3 separate regions of the Mus musculus genome follow, and regions 2 and 3 are each linked to region 1. A link is a contact called in public promoter capture Hi-C data. All regions are on one chromosome and are shown on one strand. The core of a region is the stretch at or near the end of the contact, and the rest is flanking DNA. Distances in the headings are between cores, read along the strand shown.

The links. Promoter capture Hi-C pulls out the DNA fragments that hold promoters and counts their contacts.
Region 2: a contact with region 1 is called in a promoter capture Hi-C map of liver, with 2.3 times the contacts expected there. The contact joins the enhancer-like site here to the promoter of Fgl1 in region 1. A contact is called at or near these places in 7 of 39 promoter capture datasets (the 3T3-L1 cell line, embryonic stem cells, hematopoietic stem and progenitor cells and 3 more), 2 of 484 Hi-C or Micro-C datasets (both in liver) and 1 of 115 datasets of contacts at active chromatin or transcription factors (embryonic stem cells).
Region 3: a contact with region 1 is called in a promoter capture Hi-C map of liver. The contact joins the promoter of Mtmr7 here to the promoter of Fgl1 in region 1. A contact is called at or near these places in 6 of 39 promoter capture datasets (cranial neural crest, embryonic stem cells, hippocampal neurons and 2 more).

What each region holds. Positions count from the first base shown.
Region 1 is chr8:41,213,826-41,218,099 of GRCm38.p6, forward strand. Fgl1 (fibrinogen-like protein 1) reads right to left here and starts at 1,331. Exons shown (of 8, transcript NM_145594.2): 1 at 1,261-1,331.
Region 2 is chr8:40,656,093-40,660,580 of GRCm38.p6, forward strand. No RefSeq gene overlaps it. Among named protein-coding and RNA genes, the nearest start is that of Adam24, 17 kb to the right of the region's middle. Within about 2 kb of position 3,204, at least 8 of the 459 cell types and tissues checked have an H3K27ac peak or open chromatin away from gene starts, as enhancers often do. A contact at or near this core is called in liver, where this site is marked.
Region 3 is chr8:40,632,936-40,637,027 of GRCm38.p6, forward strand. It overlaps Mtmr7 (myotubularin related protein 7), which reads right to left and starts at 1,857. Exons shown (of 14, transcript NM_001040699.1): 1 at 1,763-1,857. The coding sequence starts at 1,786.

The DNA.
Region 1 (4,274 bases), core at 81-2,580:
CTAGTTGTAGATATCCTGATGATGGAAGATTGGTTTTCCTCCAAGGAACTTGATGCCACTACTCATCAGGAAGTAGTCTAAAGAGACCTGTTCTCCTTTCCCCTCTAGCCTTCTTTTTTGCCTACCCGGGATTGGGCGGTTGGAAGGGGTTGGGGTAGAGAAGAGTGGTAGGTAAAAGAACCTAATAAAGTAGCCAAAAAGTATGGTTACAGGTAGGAGTATAACTGGTCCAGCCACTATGTAAAGGTTCCTCAAAGAGCTAGAAGTAGATCTACCATGAGATCCAGCTGAATCACTCTGGATCAGATACCCCAAAGACTATAGTTTGCTGTTACGGTATGAGTACACCACGGTCATTGCTGTTCTATTCATGGTAGCCAGGAAATGGAAGTGGCCCCAATATCCAACTATGATGAATGGATAATGAAAACCTAGTAGTACACTGACAAGAGTCCTACCCACGAGAGTCACATTCTACCACTGAACTGCACCCCCACCTTCTTAAAATGATTTATATCAAATAAGAAAGCCTGTCTGAGAGCAGATATTTGAAGGTAATTTCAATGCATACCTTTATAATAATTTGAAAATATAATGATTTCTAATTCAAAATACCTAAAGCAAAAATACTATAAAAGAAATACAACTAGGCATAGTGAATGATAAGGATCAGGATGATGTTATATAAACTAGATGTACCAAATAAGGATGGTTTACTAACATGAATAATGAAGACTAGATTGTCAGTGCAGCTGTGTCCAATCGGAGAATGTTGTATTGATTTTATAATCTCCATCAGGGATTTCTACCCTGCCTTTGATCATTCATTCAGTTCCCAGATAATATATATTCATAATTATTTATATTTTAAATATATTTTACATTTATAATAAGTCTTAAAAGCACTAGAGCTGGGCAGGTATCTAGCCTCTATGTCTATTTCCCTGCAAACAACCCTGAGATATGTCTTGCCATATTTCACCTTGGCCAGTCTTACCCTACTCTGTTTTTAATTCTGTAGGCTGAAATGGAAAGTTCTACTGTGAATCCCCATCTAACTCATTTGAAATACAAGGAGACTAGAAACTAATTAAATTCTAAATCTCTCCTCCAAGTTGCAAGCAACTCTGCTTTATTGTCAGTCATCTCAATCTCTTTCGAAAGCCAAAGGCTACTTTCTGAGTCCTGGTGTCTGCCATTCGCTGTCATGAAAGAGTCACCATTATTACAGTCCAGTCAGCAGTACAGATAATAACTTACCTCAAGTCAAAATGAATCAGGACTTAGCTAGGCTCAGTCCATCCACACAGAGCCTCCCAGGAACTTCTAACTGAAGTCAGAATTACAAACGGTTTTCCCCATTATTTGATTAGAGGCAGGCAAAGTTGACTCTGGCTCTAATCCAGAAACAACATGAGGAAATCAGTTTTACTGGAAGGAATAAAAAACAAAAAACAAACAAACAAAAAAAACCAAAAAAAACCAAAAAACCAAAAACAAAAAAAAACAACTGGAGGGCAAGCTCCAATACTTTTTTTTTTTGTCTTGTTTTGTTTTGTTTTGTTTTGTTTTTTGAGACAGGGTTTCTCTGTGTAGCCCTGGCTGTCCTGGAACTCACTTTGTAGTCCAGGCTGGCCTCGAACTCAGAAATCTGCCTGCCTCTGCCTCCCAAGTGCTGGGATTAAAGGGGTGTGCCACCACCACTGGCCCCAATACTCTTATATTCTCAATTTCTCCTCCGTGCAGGACATTTTATTGGATTACATATCTTTATGTCAGCCTTTTATAGTTGTGTTCATCCAGAGAATTTTATACTTCATCCTAAAAGTCAAAGCCATCTGAAACTTTGCCTTACAGATAGATAGTAAAGTTAAGAAACTGCCAGCTGCAAAGGAGGAAACTAAAGTATCATTTCAACTAAGACAGGGACAGAGGCTGCGTTTTTCTTAGGTATGAAAACACCACCACCACAAGCTTATAACGGACGCAATGGACCCATCAGTTTACTTGATCCTTTTTTATTATGATTTTTCTTTATTCTTGAGAACTTCAGATATGAAAACATGAAATATGACCATATCCACATCCCATTCTCCTCCAAGTTTCCCCATGTCGTCTTCCCAACTTCACCTTTTTTTTTTTTTTTTTTGATACCACCCTAAATTCCCATCAGGGCAGCACATGTGTGCATGAATCTGGGACTGTCCATTAGTAACAGCGTTCTCTGATATGTAAGATTGTGCCCCTTCCTGTAAGCATTAGCCATGCTCTTACTAGCTGTTCTTTTTGCTTTTAAAGCCTCTGGAGCCGCTTTTATTGTGTAAAAGGTAACTTTTTCAGTTCCACTAATCTTGTGTAACCATCTCAGACTGGAAACCAGGTGATCGCTTCTCGTCGATTTTGATGTAACGCAAGCAGTTGTTTGCCATCTGTTCTGTTGCCCCTATTTCTTAACTCAGATTCCGGTAAAAAGTAGAGTGTTTCCCTTCTGTCCTAGGTGAGTCACTGAGCAGAGAGCTTTGCCTGTATTTGACCTTCCCATTAAACACTTTCTGACGATTGACTTAGAAAATTTGGAAGTTCTTATAGAAAAGTTAGTCCCAATGGCTTAAAAAATTAACAATAATAAGGCAATGACATTTAGGCTGAAGTGATCTACACACACAGGAGGGATGAAGTTATGGCATTTGAAATAGTAGAGAATTCAAACCGCTGATATTAAAAGGAAAGCGTGGAATTTTAAAGCTAATGTGACAATGACCACTGTGGTGAGGTTAGTATTTTGAATGTATCTTTCTTGTATCTTTATTGCTTTCTCCACACTCAAAAAAAAAAAAAAATTGACAAGCTCTACTGTCACAGGCGTCTGCAGAGGACACAATAGTAACTAACAACAAGAACTGCCGCATTCGCTACAAGTTCTACAAGCCAAATAGTAAGAACAGGGTTTCCTTTGCCTTTCGGTGATGCTGAGTTTTAAACCTATGGTGTAGCACATAATGAGAATCTGCTTTACCCATGGGCTATACACCCGCTGCCAAAGCTGTTAGAGCTGCATTGACTCAGCCCCCAACACCCTACTCAGCTATCAGCTGTCTCCTTTTCAGTGGGGAAATGGGCACAGAAGTTTAAGCAACTTGCCCAAGGTCACACAGCTAGCAAGAGATGGAGCCAGAACTCAAAGGCAATCTGGCTCTGAATTTGTGATCCTCACAATGAAAACTAGGTTATGCTGTCAAAGACTTGGTTCAAAAGCACTGTCCTAAAAGAAACTCAGGAAAAGCTAACAAGACAGTAAGAACAAAATGTTTGGTCGATGTGCTGTGGAGGCATGCCCCAAAATGCCATTTGTAGGGATTTGATTTTGGGGTGGGGGTGCAGAATAGTATAGAGGAACGGTCATAAAGATAAGAGGTGGGCTCTCTACTGTGGCATTAGTCACAAGTTGGGCCAGCCAATAGATGGGCATTTCCTCAACTTCGGCCCCATCTGTATCTCTATACATCTTATAGGCAGGACAAATTATGGGTCAAAGGTTTTGTGGGTGAGTTGGTGTCCCCCTCCCTCCATTGGAAGTCTTGCCTGGTTACTAGAGGTAGCCATTTCAGATTCCTTATCTCCAATTTCTAGGAGTTTTTGCTAGGGCCATCCTTATAAGTTCCTGGGAACTCTGGACAAAGATAGGGGAGATGGAGGAAGGAGAGTGGAGGGGGAAGAGAGGGACTGGAAGGAGAAGGGGGAGGGGAAGCTGGGATCGGTATGTAAAATAAATAAATTAATTAATAATAATTTTTAAATGATCAGAATTGTTGAAATAAATTTTATGAAAACCCTAGCAGCAAGTTCGCTACCCGCCCCAATAGTCTAGGTTCCCAAATGAAAGGCACACACAGCCTTTATATTTTAATGTACCTTAGTCAGCTCAAAAGGTAGGCCAGACTGTCTAACTTCCACTACCTCCCGCCAATAATTCCGAGTTACTACTTACTAAATTCTGTGTTCTATCTTGGCTGCCCTGGACCCAGCTGGGCAGCCCTCTGGGCCGTGCTCTCCTGGCTTTTTCACCTCGCGGCTATGCCTCTCTGTCCTGCACTAATCTCAGGCATGGTGTCTCTCCTCTCCTCCACACTCTCCCAACGTAGGACCTCCTTCTTTCCTCTCCTCCAAATCCCAAGTCGAGGATTCCTCAAATCCTTCCCACTTCTGTCTGCCCTGCCCAGCTATTGGCTATTGGCGTCTTTATTTACCAATCAGAACCAACTCAGGGCAGGTTC
Region 2 (4,488 bases), core at 1,954-4,453, 560 kb before region 1:
CAGTGATTGACAACTGTTGATCACGTGACTATCCAGACCATCACTGTAGCCAATACAGTCTCAGGAGTCACATCTTAGGCGAAATAATTACTTGAATAAAAAATTTAAGCTCTGTATTTTTTAGAGAATAAACTACATTAGAACGGGTGCTTATCTTTTTTAAACTCTTTAATGTGTGCTGAATAAATTATTAACTGCAACCTACTATTAATCAAGTTCAAAGCTTAGAAGGTCGCTCAGCATCCAGCTCAAAATATTTTTAACCATTGGGTTCAGTTCATTTAAGGTAAAAACAAAAAGTCTGCTTACGTCTGTCTTTTTATTTTGTATGAAGTTTCTTTGTCCTGTGTTGGTATAATTCAGCCTTGCTATTGTTTCTAAACTTTGTGGTTCTATGTATGATATTACATAGGAATATCTTACGTAATATCATACACCAAGGTCTGATATCATAGCTTAATTAGGGAAGTCCTTACCCTAAAAGCAGGATGCACACAGTTCAATTCTGAGGACCTGGTGTGCAAACACTAATCCTAATCTTGGGGGCAGGCAGAGCATATCCTCTGGCCTTCACAAGGCTGTGCATGCCCACGTGCACCCATATATACAGTGTCCTCACGGAGAGGTGGGAGGCGGGAAATCTCGCATTCAGTATTTTAGGGACTAAGAAGAACAGAGTCTGAAGTTATATGCTAAACACACACACACAGAGAGAGAGAGAGAGAGAGAGAGAGAAAGAGAGAGAGAGAGAGAAAGAGAGAGAGAGGTTTCACGAAGGTACATCAAGTACAAGATGTCAAATTCTTTAAATTTAATTCTATAACATTAGCTCCATTCAGGTGTTTCAATGCAGTGTTAAATTTGGAAATATTTACTCTGGGAACCCTACATGGCATTTCTGATAAATCACCCAAACTGTGACGTGAGGCCCCAGCATTGGTTTCCTGTTTGTCCTGTCCACTATCTCTCTGTCTATTTAAAATGAGGCAAACTATGGCAGATATCCATCCTCTATGGGATTAAGCTCTAACCTGTCAGACAGTGGAGCTCACTAGAAATGTTGGACAGATCTTTGGATAGGGCTCAAACCCACATAAAACTTGGTAGGAGCAAATCACAAGCATTCATGAAAGCAAAACTAAATGTAGCAAACAGGAAAATCTTCAGGACTAAGAGGTGCTGTATTGAAACTTGTGCTGTAAGTTTCAAGTCTTCCTTGTAAAGTTTAAGTATTAATATATGCAATTCTTTATTATAGTAAATAGTTGTTCCCTGGAAAAGAGCACAAAAGACTTAATTTTTTAAATATCTGTTCCCTCCTCTAGTTCAAAGAATGCTTTCAAACTCTAGACATATATAAGAATGTCTTTTAGTTTTTGTTTTCTTATTTCCTATAGAGGTAAGACCTATCTTCCCATGTAGAGTGTTACTGTTCTTACCCCCAAGAAACATAAAAGGAATACAACGTTTGAATATCTATATCTGAAGACACATCAGAAATTCTTTTGGTCTGTTTTATTATTTCTTCTAAAAATGGTTTTATTTTAGTTTGGGGATTTTCACTTGTTTATTTTGGGGGGCGTGGAGAAGAGTGTCTTCAGAGCCTAATATCATTTGCTCTACAATGAACTATACTACCAACCCCACAATGTACATACACATATTTAAATTTAGATGATCACATTTATTAGAACACAGATAAGAAAACTCAGAAAACTTGATTAAAATTTCATGCTAAGGAAATTGACAAAAAGATCTTAATAACTACTTGAAGGCTATGGAAAGAATTATTTGAGAATACTAAAGGCTGGCCTGGAGAGATAACTTAGCAGTTAAGAGCACTAGCTGCTCTTCCAAAGGACCTGGTTTCAATTCTCAGCACCCACTTGGGAGTCTGTCCCACAGATGTCCAAGAATCTGACACTCTCTTCTGGCCTTTGTGGGTAGTAGGCACATACATGATGCACAGACATACATGCAGGCAAAACACTCATACATATAAAATAGTACAGTAATAATAATACAAAAAGCATGCTTTTTCATGGCACATCTGAGACATTCCGACCCATGCTATTTCATATGTATGTTGAAGCCTAGACATGCCAGGAGAAGACACACACACACACACACACACACACACATACACACGTATATATATGCATATACATATCTATGAATATATATCTCTTTGGATTAGCAGAAAGTAACTGAAAAATCTCAGATCTTTTTGTTTTTATGTTTAACTGTGTATATATTCACTTAACTACATTATCCATGGAGGACAGAAGATGGTCTTAGATTCCCTGGTGCCAGAGTGATAGGGGGTTGTGAGTTGCTCAACATAGGTGCTAGGAACTAAACTTGGGTCTTCCCCAAGAGCAGCATGTGCTCTTAACCACTGAGTCATCTCTACAGTCTGTGGAGACCCTTTTCTGCGACCTCATCTGATCAGTTTGGTGCGTTCCAGGCATTTGTGAGTCTATTACAAACTTTGAGTCCTATCTGAGCCAGAACACATGACACATGGATGCACCATTATATTATTCTCTCCATCCTCCAAGATTTGAGATGCCCTAACACTTAAGATGCAAAACAAAACAAAAACAATCCTACCACCCACACTGGGAAAATGCTCTAAAACATTCTCATTGATCCCCACCTTTCTCTGTAAACCAACCAGGGTAACTTCCCAAAGCTTTCTTTCGCCTCCTGTATGTTAGTTTATAAAGACAATGTTAGAGCCCTGGATTCACTTTCTCTTCAAGATGCAGCCCAAGGCATAACATGAGTACCAAGAGCCGGGTTCCCTCTCCAGATTGCCTGGGTTCACAGCTTCCTAGTGCTCCTTTTCCTTAACCCAAAGGGTTGCAATGCCAGGCAACACTGCAATGTTTCCCGTGGCGTCTGGGTTAGAAGGGGGCACCCCCTTAGGCTGTGATTAAGAGGTAAGCTTTCTTTTCATGATGAGTTTTCTGGGTAAGCAGAAATACCAAGTGAGGCAAGACACATGGGATGCAAACTGTGCTATGAAGCAGGATGGCACCTGACAAACTGTGTAAGTCAATCCCCTTTCTCTGACGATGGTGACACACTGCAGCCTAAATGTCCTCTCCCTCCACGGAATTCCCCCTACACTGACGTTACTACCGTTGAGGGAGCTGATCACCTTTACTGTGTGTATAACCTTGCCTGTTGACGGTCAGGTGACTCTGTTCCAAGTGAACAGTCACTTTAGAGTTTGTTTTCCTTCATTGATCTCCACAGCCAAGGCCAACTGAAAGTGCGTCAAGTGACAAAGCTTTTCGGGATACCTGTGTCACAAGTTGTTTGACACTTTAAGTCAACAGTGATTATTCAATTCCAATTGAGATGTGTGGAAAGCCAGCATGGCTAACCACCTAGTTTTCTGGGGGAAGATTCTAGTGGAAAGGACATTGCTTTTACAAGATAAAACTTTTATTTTGTGTTATGGAAGATTGTACATCTTGTCGGTAACATTCAATGGTGTGCAGCCTTTTCTTGTCATAATAATTATTTTCTAATTATTAGGAGCTAATAACAATCCTCTGATCTTATCCAATGATAACACGATTATTTTTCTAGGTTCATTGGTGGTTTTTCTCTCTTCACCAGAGAACCCCCAAACTATGGTTCTTTTGCACCTTGAAAACTATTTTAAATTATTGAAGAAACTCCCACTGTGCTATTTTGACTTTTATTATAAGAATAAAAATCTAATCCCTTTAGCGAGTGAAATGTTCTACGGGAGAGGTGGATCCATAAGCGGAGACATCAATCAGCCAGTCCTATGAAGAAGGAATCAAAAAAAAAAAGAACAGAAAGTCATCCCTTGATGTTTGTTGTAGTGGATGGACTTAAAAACCTGTCTCGCCATTCCCTGTTCGAGGAAGCAAAAATCAAGGCGGGAAGGGGAGGGTAACAGGGGTGGATAGTGAGGAGGTTGGGGGGTGAAGGGCTGGAGGGATTTCAGATATAAACTCAAAGAAGAATCCTAACATTAAGGATTCTCACAAGAAAGTCGAAAGAAAATAGAGTTTAATCCCAATGGAAGAATCTGAAGTTTGGTAAGTTTTGTAATGTATCTCAATTTTGCTACTTTTTCCTCTGTCTCTTTCCTGCAGGTTCTCAGAGTCTACCTTGTGAAATGTTTTAGGCTAAGAAGAGTCCAGCAACAGCTAACTGAGAGACCTGAATAAAAGGGTAAATTAAAAAAAAGAAAGAGAAAAAGAAAAAGATGAAAACAAGTCTGCTCTGCAAAGTCCGAACCTCCGCATCCCGCGTGGCTCTTCATCAGCATCGGAGATCAAGAGTGTGTTTGTTTGCTCCACAGAAAGAAGCCAGTATGCCCTGAGGGCACTCCAGGTGGATAGTGGCCAACCTGTGATGAGATAGAGGCTACAAAGAATCAATACCTGGAAATCTGTGTAGTACGTAGAGGACAAAACATTCCTGTGGGTTTAGAGACCT
Region 3 (4,092 bases), core at 607-3,106, 580 kb before region 1:
AATTCAAAGACACTTCAGTGACTTCTCTCTCCATCCCAACCACCCATTGTCTTCCCATTTCCAGACACACAAATGTCTACATGGCCTAGAGGGTATTGATGAAAACCAATTTTAAAAAAATACTTCCTGTTATTCAGGTTTAAATATATGGCTTTGCCGGGCAGTGGTGGCACACACCTTTAATGCCAGCACTTGGGAGGCAGAGGCAGGCGGATTTCTGAGTTCGAGGCCAGCCTGGTCTACAGAGTGAGTTCCAGGACAGCCAGGGCTATACAGAGAAACCCTGCCTCAAAACAAAACAAAAAAATATAGAGATATGGCTTTGTCTGAGGTGAAACAGAGTAAAGTCCAGAAAGTGATATCGCTCTCCCAAGTTGACACCAAATAAGACAATGCCATCCAGTGCCAGGATAAATACCCTCTCATCCCCGCTGCCGACATCCACATAAGACACCACCTGTACAAAGGGCCCCTTCATCATGAAAGAGGAATGCCCTTGGCAAAAGACAAAGAGAATCATGGGTTAAACTCATCACTCTTGAATAAATTATTTAGTACCACTTAAGACCTGAGAGCCCTGAGCCACGGATCTTGTGGTTTATGGCACTGTCTCCTAAGTTTACAACTTCCTGATTGTAAAGTAACAGTTTCATTCCATGGGGCAACGTCAACACAACTGAAACTCACCGCTGGAACTGACGGTCTCCAGCAGGCTAGAAGACTAATTCTTCCATGAACACAATATTAATGAGGCTTTTACTAAGAGGTATGGGCAACCATCTCTGAATGTAGGGATAAATTCTTGCTGGATAAGGAGCAAAGTAATTAAATATACGTTCCCATGAAATGATAATAGCCCTGGGATCACATGACTTCTGTGCACTCGGATATAATTTTAGTCCAAGTCTGTCTGGGACCTAGATTTTAAATATAAGATGATTCTGAAAAGACTGTGTGGTGGTAACTAAGAGAGAAACAACGGGATTTTTAAAAAGGTCTTCCTTCCCAGAGGTTTTTAAAATCAGACAAGAATCTCTATCATTATTTTAATTCTAAATTATATTGCAACAAAGAGTGGCAAGGTTTGGTACTATGGCTAAGGCTTCCAGTCTTAATTAACTGTATAATCTGGAAATAATCATTTCTGTTGAGCGGCAAACGCCGGTGTGTTTTAACACACACTCACGGGTGAAATCTATACGCAGCATCTTCTTCCCAAGGGGCCAAACAAACGGGAAAGAGAAGAATACGCCATCATTCAGTCATGGCAAATATGTATCCTAGGCTCAGCTGCAGGTCCCTAGCAGCTCCAAAATGGGAAAGGATGCTTCGGGTGAGTCCAATCCTTAGCTTCAACAAGCTTCCAAGTTCATTCAAACCATCTGTCTATAACGCACTTTCTTTGCACCTGCTATTCAAGAGCTTGCTTCCTTTTCAACTGCTCAGAGCTACCAGCACCTTCTTTAAATGAAAATATTTAAAGAAAAACCGTTTATCAGCACCCTGTTACTCAACAGACAAATGGGGTCCATTCCCTCCTGCCCACCCCTGCGTCCACTGCGCACCACCTCACCCCCAAGGACAAGAGATTAGCGCCAGCTAGGCCTGTGAGCTAGCAAGAGAAAGACCGGCCTCGCAGTGCTCTGGGAGATGCTAGGGCGCCGCCAGCTCCTCCCTCGTTCGCGGTCCAGCTCCCGGCCGGGCAGCCCCGTGCGCTTAGCATCCCTCCTCCTTCTCTGCCTCCTCCGCCCGGGCCACCAACCTTGGGCGTGCGGATGTGCTCCATGGCGGGCCCGCGTCTGCAGGGTCCCCGGCGGGCGCGGCCTCACGCACCTGCGCGCGCGCGTGCGGCGCAATGGGAAGGGCGGGGAGGGGGCTTCGGCGGCCGCGGGCGTGGGCGGGTCCCGGCCTTGGCTCCTCCTCCAGGTGCGCCGGTGGTGCTGGGCGCCTGCGCGGGCCTGAGATCGCGGCTCTGCGCCTGCTCGCACCTGCGGGTCTCACCCTTGGACTTTGCTCTCCTTTCCGCTCCCTCTCTCTGGTGGAGGCTCTCACTGCCCAAGTCACTAGGTATTTTTCCAGATGGGGATCTTCAAGCTGGCTGCGGTGGCGCTTGCCTGTAATCCCAGCCACTCAGGAGGCTGAGGCAGGAAGATCATTTGGGTCCAGCAGCTTGGAACAGTAAAAGAGACATAAAGATACCCCCCATATTTTCTTTTTTTAAAAAAAGAAAAATCAAAACCCAAAGAGAGTCAGGCAGCATAAAACGGTAATACTGTGGCACCACTGTTTCCTAAGGCACAAAGAGGGCCTTGTGTTGGGTGTGGTTTCTTGGAGAGATGCGAATGAATCTGTGAAGCTTTATACCCTCATTGGCTGCCTTCCAGAGCATCCGAAGATAGGTGGAACTTCAGAATGTGGTAGGGGGAAAAAATGACTGCACCCTGATGCAGTATGCATAGTCTACTGGGTTCTGGATGTATTCTGGCACAGGCTCAGTCAGCAGAGTCTTTGGGGTGAAAGTGAGAGTAATACCAATGTTGTTTGTGCCCTAGTACTAAGGTTGCTGTCAAGTCAGACATCTCACATAACCATGTGACTTCACTGATGGAATCTTGATAGAGATGTGAAAACCCCAGATCCTGTGTTAGGTACATATCGGCTGTCTTTTCCTAGCTGTAACTAAACGACAGCTAGAGACACAAAGTATCCACTATGAGGTCCCTTTAAGGCACCAAGGGAATCCAGAGACTAAAAACACCCTCTGCCATACTGAAGTTTCATAGAACAGTTCTTGGAGTAGTATTTGTTTCGTTGTTTTCCTGGCCCTTGTTTATGACATTGTTGTAAATTCTTTGACCTTACACATTGTTTTTGATTTTGTTTTTTTTTTTAATCTCCTGTTCAATACCGGCATATTGCAACCTTCAAAATATGTTTTCATTAATGTCGAATTCATTTTAAAATTGTCACATCCCCTTTGCACGTTTTGGACCATATTCATACTCCTACCACCCGAGAGGGTAGATTGGAACAAGCTATAAAACATCACTTGTAAATGACAAGAATAAGTCAAAGTGTAATTTTCCCTTTTGTAAAGAACATCAGGGGTAGTCAAAGAAAGTCCCGCTTTAGTCAGTAGTACTTTCTGGTCTCGATTCAAACCAGCTCCAGTATCCTTATTTATAGACTGAAAACATCATTTCCTGTCTATATGACCTCATCTCCAAATTAAATTTTATGATATAATGAGCTTACATCTGTTTGGAGGGAATATTCTGAATCAGACAGACATCCTGGAATAATGTGTTTTCAGTATTCTGTCTTCTGGTAGGCTGATAAATAGTGTACTGGATCAGCAATTTTTACACACAAATATTATAGTACAGATTTGAAAACATCTATACATAGGTAAAGAGAGATGTCTGAACAATTCAAGATTAGTCTAAAGTGTTGATGATTCAAAAATCATGGTACTTATTTAAAGACTCGTAAAATAAGCACTAGGTTAAATTAATCTATTATAAGCCAATTATTAGGATAAGTTAACAGAATATGATGGAAATATTATAATAAAAGAGAAACAAGTTTCTACTAACTGCAGTTTGGCTTAATCTAATAACTCCCTAAGGATTTTTTCTCAGCTTGTCCTTTAACCCCACAGTTACAGAAGTTATTCAGTGATAAGGTCTAGTCCTCAGTAACCCGGTGAAGTCTCTCGTACTCATAACACTACTATATATCCCCCAGGCTCTCTGTTTTCACTACTCAACAGCCGGTAGAGTGGAAGACACTGAAGGTTTTTGGTTTTGTTTTGTAGAAGGCATCTTAGAGTAGTAATGTGAGGGGAGAACATACATTATTAAAATGCCTTGTATCAATATGTCTATATTCATGGGATGTCTAAATTCATCCCGGTGATAAGGCTGAGCAATCACTTACCAAAGAGACGCTGTCAATATTTAAGCAATCCGTACTCAGAGTATCACAGCCGATGCCAAAAGATTGATGTAGATGAGACTACTACGTTATAAGTGTGATACAGCTAACACCAAGCAAGTGTGGGGAAACCAACTCGGATGCTCACAAAATATG